2 separate regions of the Hordeum vulgare genome follow, and region 2 is linked to region 1. Evidence: chromatin contacts called from public Hi-C data. All regions are on one chromosome and are shown on one strand. The core of a region is the stretch at or near the end of the contact, and the rest is flanking DNA. Distances in the headings are between cores, read along the strand shown. Region 1 holds the start of LOC123411786 (aquaporin NIP2-2-like). Region 2 has its middle 16 kb from the start of LOC123410114.

Region 1 (4,047 bases), core at 509-3,008:
ACGGAGGTGGGCCGGCCGGCAGCGATGATCTTTGGGCACCACAACCATATAATCAGATGGTGTTGTCACTTGTCAGGCACAAAGTAGCTTGCCCGTCCTGGCATGGAGATCATCGATGGCTGGCTGGAGCATGCAGGGAGGGACACTGACAATCTTTTGCCTAAAGACTACCACTGGCCTTCATGGCATGAAGTTGATTTGTGATTGAATATATGGACATATAGTCGCGACATCAACGTCGAGTTTATACCGTGCGCTTGACTTGAGCAGCGAGTTCGTCATGTGACGCCGCTTTCAAACTTGCTTATTATGCCGCTAGCTAGACCATGTTCTAAGAAACTCCAGCAGGCTATTTAATATGCTGCAATAATTGGGACGGTTGCCCGGGAGCAACTATGAGGAAGTACAATATAGTCAGCGAATGTCAACCCCTTGGTTGGTCCGGGGAAGCTGCAATTAGTGGAGACTAATTAACAAGAGCTTTCAGGGTAAGCCATGTTCTTCCCTAATCATGAAATAGTTCTACATCAAGATGCCTCGTTTATTTTTGTGTGAGGGAGTTGGGTAGATCTGAATTTTTTTCCAATCATTCGCATGTTCAGCATGCATGTATTGGACTTAGTTTGCTGCCACTACATGCCATGTGGCGGAATAACCCAATATACACACGGCTAGCTAGGGAAGCCCTTTGGCTACTCCAAGTCTCCAACTTGTGCTACTTAAATACGGGAGTACTATTTCGGATATAGGATATGTTCTTGTATCCAGCTTGGATGGCCGATCCAGATGCGTTTTATGAATTAATTATGATACAGTTCTATTTTTTCAGTTGTTGAGGACTAGTTGTACATGTTACATATAAAATCCTTTTTTATTAGCCAAGCTTAACTAATTATCTGCACCGATCATGCATTTGACCCGCAGTGCAGTGGTGTTAGCGTGACAATTTCTTATTTGCACGTTCATGTTGATAACCAAGTCCTACTGGACAAGCATATGTGTCTGCGTTTGATTCCGTAATATCGCCGTACCTGAATCCAGGGGAAATGCCGGAAGCAGGCGAAGGAGAGGGTGACGGCGGGGTTCATGTGCGCGCCGGAGATGTGTCCGGTGGCGTAGATCATGACGGTGACGATGAGGCCCCCGACGACGGACTGGCCCAGCTGCGAGACGCGCGTCACGTCGGCGCCGTAGATGGACGCCGCCCCGCACGTCACGAACACCAGCAGGAACGTCGCCACCAGCTCCGATATCACCTGCTCATACATGAAACATCAACGTCAGCGGCAGGCACGTTTGAGCTAGTAGAAAACCATGACCGGCGATCGAACTCTGCGGGTTGCTCACCTTCTTGAGGAGGTGGGGAGGGAAGAAGTCGGCGAATGACTTCTCCTGGTAGTACATGCTGGGGGCGAGGCTGGGGGCGCCGTCCTGCACCGTGGACAGGTCGTGGATCTCGTTCGAGTAGTTCACTCGCGAGTTGGCCCTCGTCGGCGTGTTGGAAGTCACCGACATCTTTGGTTGGCTGCTGATCTCAGGTCGACTACCCTCCCTCTCTACCTCTGCCTCTGCCTCTGCCTCGAGGTTGATCCCGGAGATCTCTTGATCACAGGCAGGCTACGATATATGGTATCGATCGGCAAGCTGTTGTATCAGCTAGCAGTGGTCGACTCTCGCTACATACAGCTCGGAGCTGCCCGGAAGAGAAGATGAGGCGTGTGATTAGTGGGTATGGAGCTATGCTCGGTTGCTTGCCTGTTCTCTGTTCTGCGGCGAGCGGGCGCGTATTTATAGGTGGAGGCCGAGGCGGGTCGTCCTCGTCCCCGCGAGGGGTGGAGGGGGCGAGGAGATGAGGTGACAGGTGGTAGGCGCGCCACTCCACTGCAGGCACTGCCTTTGCGTTTGTGGCCGCCTGGCCAGACCGGCCAGCCAATCTGCCTGAGGGGCACCGGCCAACGGGCCAGCTGAAAACTGACAGGAAGCAACGAATTCTACTGATGCTAGTATTGCTAGTTTGCATACTATCAACGGCGTAAAAAACGCACGCGCCTAAACTGAAAATTTAGACGATAACTCTGAAAAGCAAGATTTCCTATCTTTTCTTTTAACTCAGGGGAAATACGGTCAGGCGGCGCTAATTCAAATCCGTGGGGCGAAATCGCACGCTTCATCGGACGCAGGAAAATAAGACGCGCGAGAGAAAGCGGGCGGCCGCGCGTTAAATTTGGCACACCGTTTTCAGCGTGCCTGTAAATACGGCGCTCGTCACGCGGCTGCCCATAGCCACGCGTCCTCTGCCTCTCCCTCGCCGCTCCCTCTGCCACCATGCCGCCGCGCCGCCCTGGATCCTCGGGCTACTGCGGCGTTCGCGAACGCCGCTCCGGTGTCTACTACATCTAGATCAGGTCCGGCGACGTCCGTGCCGGCCTCGGCACTTTCAAAACCTCGCATTAGGCCGCCTGCGCGTACGACGCGGCGGCGTGGCACCTAGGGAGGCCTCGTGTGTAGATGAACTTTTAGGATGTCTACACACGCGAGTAGGCCAGGACCTCGCCCCTCCGCCTCGTTTGATAATAGATCAGGACAGTGAGGAGCACCGTCGGCTGTAGCGCCGTCACCTCGTCGCCGAGGAGGACGAGCGAGCCATGGCGGAGTGGCGTCGGCGCCACCCGGAGGACGTCGCCGCTGAGAACGCCTTCTGGGAGAAGAGGACGGCAAGGCGTCGTGAGGAGTGGCATGACAGGCGTCGGCGCAAGTTACTCGCTATATCGTAGTGCGTGGTCGTCAACAACTGTGGGACGTCCATCTTCACTTCTGACGATGAACGTTGGGAGGACGCATGGCTATCTACCTCGGACAGCACCCACAGTGATGACTCGGAGTAGTTTTATCTATCTATGATAGTTTTATTATCGCGTTGGATTGATTTTATTATCTATATTATCTTGTTGCATTAGTTTATTATCTATATGCTGAACTATGTAACAAATCTATGCATATATTTTTAGCGTGTTGGACTAGTTTTATGTTTTAATTTGCAGCGTCTGTTGGAGCGTCGCGAACGCGCTAAAATATGTTGCGACCGTTGGAGCCGGCGCTCGTCGGCGCACTGAAAAAAGCTAGCCGCACGCTGTAAATCCATTTTTTAGACGTCGGTCGAAACGCGCCTGAAGATGCTATTTAAAGCATCCACAAATCAGACTAGCAAATCCGAGCCCTCAAACAACACGTTCGCATGCATTGACTGTCTGGTCCTCAAATCGCGTCATTCGCATATGTGCATCTTATGTCCGATCCCATATATTCATACTAATAAAAATACGTAGATCATGAACGGGACATAGAAATGCATAATCGATTCACCAAAAGATCACCGTCGGATCTTTAAAAGACTGCCAAAGTTCAAATAATGCACATGAACGATGGAGAAGTTTAAACTATACATCTAAAAACTTGAAATTAATTTGAAGGCGGATCTTCACCACTTCTTCGCCAGCCCTTTCCCCTTCCTTTCGACGGCGTAGCAGTAGGAGTCGGCGGCTGGTGGGGGATCGTCCGAGTTGTCTAACATGACGTCCTTGTTGTTCTCGTCGTCGGAGAGTACGATGAGCTCTTTGAGCCATCAGACGGTCTGCCATTTTCCGCTTGAGCTTCGCCAGCCAAGTCGCCTTCGTCGTTGCCTTCGCCGCCTCACGCTTCGACTGCTCAATGGGAGCGTCTTTGGCGATCTTTCGACGGAGCCGTCGAGTGTCCGTCTTCATCGCCGTAAGCGTCCGACAATAGACGCATGTAGGGATGAAAACGGAGCGGAAACGGACGAAACTAAGTGCTATCACATTTGTTTTCATATTATTTTACAGAAGTGAAAACGAATCCAGAAACCCCAAAAATGAATACGAAACAGATATTACCGGAAACAGAGACGGAGCAAATACAAAACGGATACAGAAATAGAAATGGGCGTTGACCGAAACTTTAAAACCCCTTGAATCATAGAGTAATACACACAACAACAAAAATTAATGAATTGCTAACATGTCTACAAAA
Region 2 (4,047 bases), core at 977-3,476, 500 kb before region 1:
GAAGTAGTGAAAAGATGGGTGATTGGCCGAGAAGTTAGACGATTTGAAATGAGTGATCCACGCTAGAGCAGTGAGGATGGGTGATTAGAGATTAAATTGTCAAATAATTCAAAGATTAGAAAATTAAAATAAAACATAAAAAATATTAAAAAATAAAATTTGAAAAAATTTAAAAAAAAATCTACCTTTTCAGGTCAAAAAAAAACAAACCAGACGGATCCTTTAGTCCCTGTCCCCACTAGTGATATAGAGAAACGGGCAAGTGATCTTCACTTTCATCTCCAATCCAGATTTTGTTGACGTGTTCATCCCCAATCGGGATTAGTACTGCTATGAAAGAAAAACGAAAAACGAATTATTTATTAAAATTGCACCCTAGATAATTATTTTATTAAATGTTTAACATGTAAAATAACATCATATTCAAATTCTACATATTTTTCTAATCAAATTTCATATATAATATGTTAAATTTGAGTTACGGTTTAGAAGATATGGGTATTTTAAAAAACATTTAATATGTACTACAGGTTTAATGTTAGAAACATGAGGGGGTTTCTATAAAATAGCAAGACGGACTAAGAATATCTATTTCTTTTATTAGTATAGGTATAGAGTATAGATAAATTTCAGAGATTTATCTATGTTTCTTCCGTTGGAGTTTCCTTTTCCTAAGGAGCTGTCTGTTTTTGTTTGTCCCTGCCATGCGTAGACTTAATTCTGAAAAAAGTCTTTCACTATCATTGACACATGATTGTGGATGTTTCTAACTTTATAACTTTTTATAAAATGATAATTGCATATTTTCACAAAGGACCAGGTGTAAAGCCAATGGCCTCCTTTTAACGACTCGATTGCACCAGATACGACCTCAACAGACTGGGGGCCCTCCAAATGTTGGAAAAGCACACAAATCTGTGGCCGAAATCGCCCAAGACATTTTTTCGTGGCTAAGCCATCAACGCACTAACTCAGATGACACAGCTTTTAATCCAGCGGAATTGTACCGGACTTGCCATCTTCCTGCCCGTACTACTTTCTTTACCTTCCATTTTTCCATGCGTCGGGTTCAACAAGATGCGGATCTCTTCGCAAAAAATAAAAAAAATAAAAAAAATAAAAAACAAGATGTGGATCGATCAAGGCCGCGAATGGGCTCCCTGTCTTTCCAAGTCACCCGCGGGGTGAAATCCAGTCAGAATTGACAGACAAAAGCGAAAAGATTAAGATTTTCCACGTCCTCCACATAAAATACCGCCCCAGATTCTATACGGATGATCAACAAAAGGGTTCCACCTCCACTATAAACACCCGACAAAATTATTATATTAAAAGTGATCTCTCCTGGGTAAACATGCATTGCACAACTCTAATAAGATATGACCCGGCACGACTAGCCTCAGTAGTCTTGTCGCTATAGTGCGCTAATGATCGATCCATCATTTGGACTTTCCATCGCCTCATAATGAAGTTTCCTCCAAAGGGAAGGGATTCTGTATGCTGACACCTGGTGCATGGTGCATATGATACACCAGAAACAAACGGCCAGAATTAAATACTAGATGATCACAATAGCTAAATTACATATAAGTTGCCTGAAAACATAAATAATCGAGGGTTCGAGGTTGGAGAAGATGAGCAGTAACCATTTCGGGAGGTTGAAGAAGCTGATCTGGCCGTCCATCTTGCAGTCGACGGCTCACAGTGTGAAGACTGATCCAAATTTGTTTTTCAGGCGACCTACATCTAGCAAATCCCTAGATGATACTCCCCCTGTCACTTTTTATAAGAGATTTTAGAGTACATAACAATGTCAAAAAATGTCTTTATATCAAGTCACATATATAGGGAGTAGGATGAGATCGATGCTTAGCAAACCAACTTACAAGAGAACAACTTACAAGGGAACAACAGAGACATACCATGCATGTGAACTTAATTACCTTGAGACCTCACCAGCAACAGCAACTAACGATCGCTGACATATCGATGGCGAGTGAAAAGCTCCCGGAATTCCAAGCCCACGTAGCCCCCCCGATCGCTACAACCTTTAGCCATGGCTAGACCCGGAGTGCGGCGTGATACGTTTCACCTCATGTGCCACGCCGGCCGGAGAGATGGATCGTTCCTACAGCGACGGGTCGTCCTTTCGACGATCCTCCGGCCGGCCGGCTACGCTCTTAGCTGATCCTTTGTGTGTGCGCGACTCCAAGTGTTAACGTCGTGCGTGCCCCATGTGTTTCTCAGGCGTCCTCCACCACAAGTCCATGCGTGGGTCTAGTGACGGTCTGGCCTACAAGCAAGCTCAGTGGGTTGAACCGGATAGAACTCATATTAATTCATAAAAACTGTGACACACCGAATCTGAACGCAAGCAAACTTCCAAAGGAAGCCAGGTTACATGCATGCATGCATGCATGCATGATCATGATCGACTGGCGTTGCTTGCAAGCGAACGGTTTAACTACCGCGCTAAGAAACATAGTCGTTTATTTATGTATGTTGGAGGACGAAAACTTGAAAACATTGCCAGGATAATGTGAACTCAGACGAGAGAAGACCACGGTAGCTAATAACCATGCTCAGCACCCATGAAATGTGTTCAGAAACACACGTTTGCATGTTGCGTAAACGCTTCGCTTCCTGACGCACCACCAGCCACGCAGCTGTACACGCACGCACTGGGTTCAAAACAAGGCGATCAGAAGCACTGTTGATTATTCCAAAGCATACCTAGATATGTCGTGGGAGTTGCCATCCCATCTCATCCCTCCTTCCCAAAAGACCGTTACCATCGACGTCCACATATTTTTGCTCCAACAAAGGCATCTATCGTCATTATCCCTCCGTTTCCCTGCCCTGCTATGGGCTTCTTTGATTCAAAGGATTTTTATAGGATTTGTAAAGGATTGAAATTTTTAAGAATTATTCCTATGTTGGTCCTTTGATTCGTAAAAGATAAGATTGAATCCCATAGAATTTTTTTCTGTGATATCTTTTATACTATATTTTATAAAAAATCTAACATCCATTTCAACCTGGTTTTACAGTTCTTTTGTTTTTTTATGGCATCAAACACTCATTACCAATCTTATAGAATTCAAGTGAACATGCCACTCCGACTCTACTTTTTCTATTCATACATTTTTAAAATTCTACGAATCAAAGAGGCCATACCTGATACTCGGCATGGCATCTCTATCCGTCACCGTCACCGATCAATGATGGACATGCATGGGTTGATGGAGTAGGCAGCATATTCCTCTTTGTTTTGTGCACACATGTGTTGTTTTTTCTTGTCTGGATGGCAATGAAAATGAAAGTTCAGGGGTAAGTGCTTGCTTGCCCCCATGCCATGGAGAAATTGTTCACACACGATTAGTGATCATGCATGTCCGCTTTGTCTTTCAGTGTAGTGGAGTTTTTTGTTTGTTTGTTTTGTTTTGTTTGCAGCAACCCGGTGCATATTGACACATCAAGATATGACTCATGAGCTTTGGATACTTATGTGATTAATTTGGATGTCATCGTTGAACAACTAACAGAAAAACATGGCCTATCCATTGTTTTTTATTCTAAAGTATCCAAAAAAGTTATGGGAAAAGATTTGCCATGTTCCGTTGATTAAGAGAGTGTCACCCATATATAAGAAAAGAGAGGTAAGGAACAAAAGAAGAGCACCAGAGCAACGATTCGATGTCCAGACTCATGTGCATCCGCGCTGAAGATTTTTTCTTCAAAACATATACTAGAAAAATTTAAAAAATTCTATTTTTTGCATGGTAGATATTATGGTACGTGAGGTGCTCTTCTAATTTCAGACCATTTGGACATCTGAATAACTTTCTGTAAGAAAGACAAATTTACAGTTTGTAAAATGTTTATTGTTCATGTATTGTTCGGCAACTTATCTTTCTTACGAAGAGCTACTCATATGTTCAAATAATATAAAATTTGGAGCGCACCTCAGGCACCAAATTATCTACCATGCAAAGTATTTTTGAATGTTTTTATTTTGCTTTGTATTTTTGTGAATTTTTCTTAATC

What was found. Hi-C and Micro-C count contacts between places; a contact is called where the count stands out from the background.
Region 2: a Hi-C map of leaf shows a contact between it and region 1, with 7 times the contacts expected there. The contact joins the enhancer-like site here to the promoter of LOC123411786 in region 1. A contact is called at or near these places in 2 of 6 Hi-C or Micro-C datasets (leaf and seedling).

What each region holds. Positions count from the first base shown.
Region 1 is chr7H:92,279,930-92,283,976 of MorexV3_pseudomolecules_assembly, reverse strand. LOC123411786 (aquaporin NIP2-2-like) reads right to left here and starts at 1,758. Exons shown (of 5, transcript XM_045104750.1): 1 at 1,348-1,758; 2 at 1,032-1,256. The coding sequence starts at 1,515.
Region 2 is chr7H:92,778,175-92,782,221 of MorexV3_pseudomolecules_assembly, reverse strand. No RefSeq gene overlaps it. Among protein-coding and RNA genes, the nearest start is that of LOC123410114, 16 kb to the left of the region's middle. Within about 2 kb of position 2,226, at least 1 of the 3 cell types and tissues checked has open chromatin away from gene starts, as enhancers often do. A contact at or near this core is called in leaf, where this site is marked.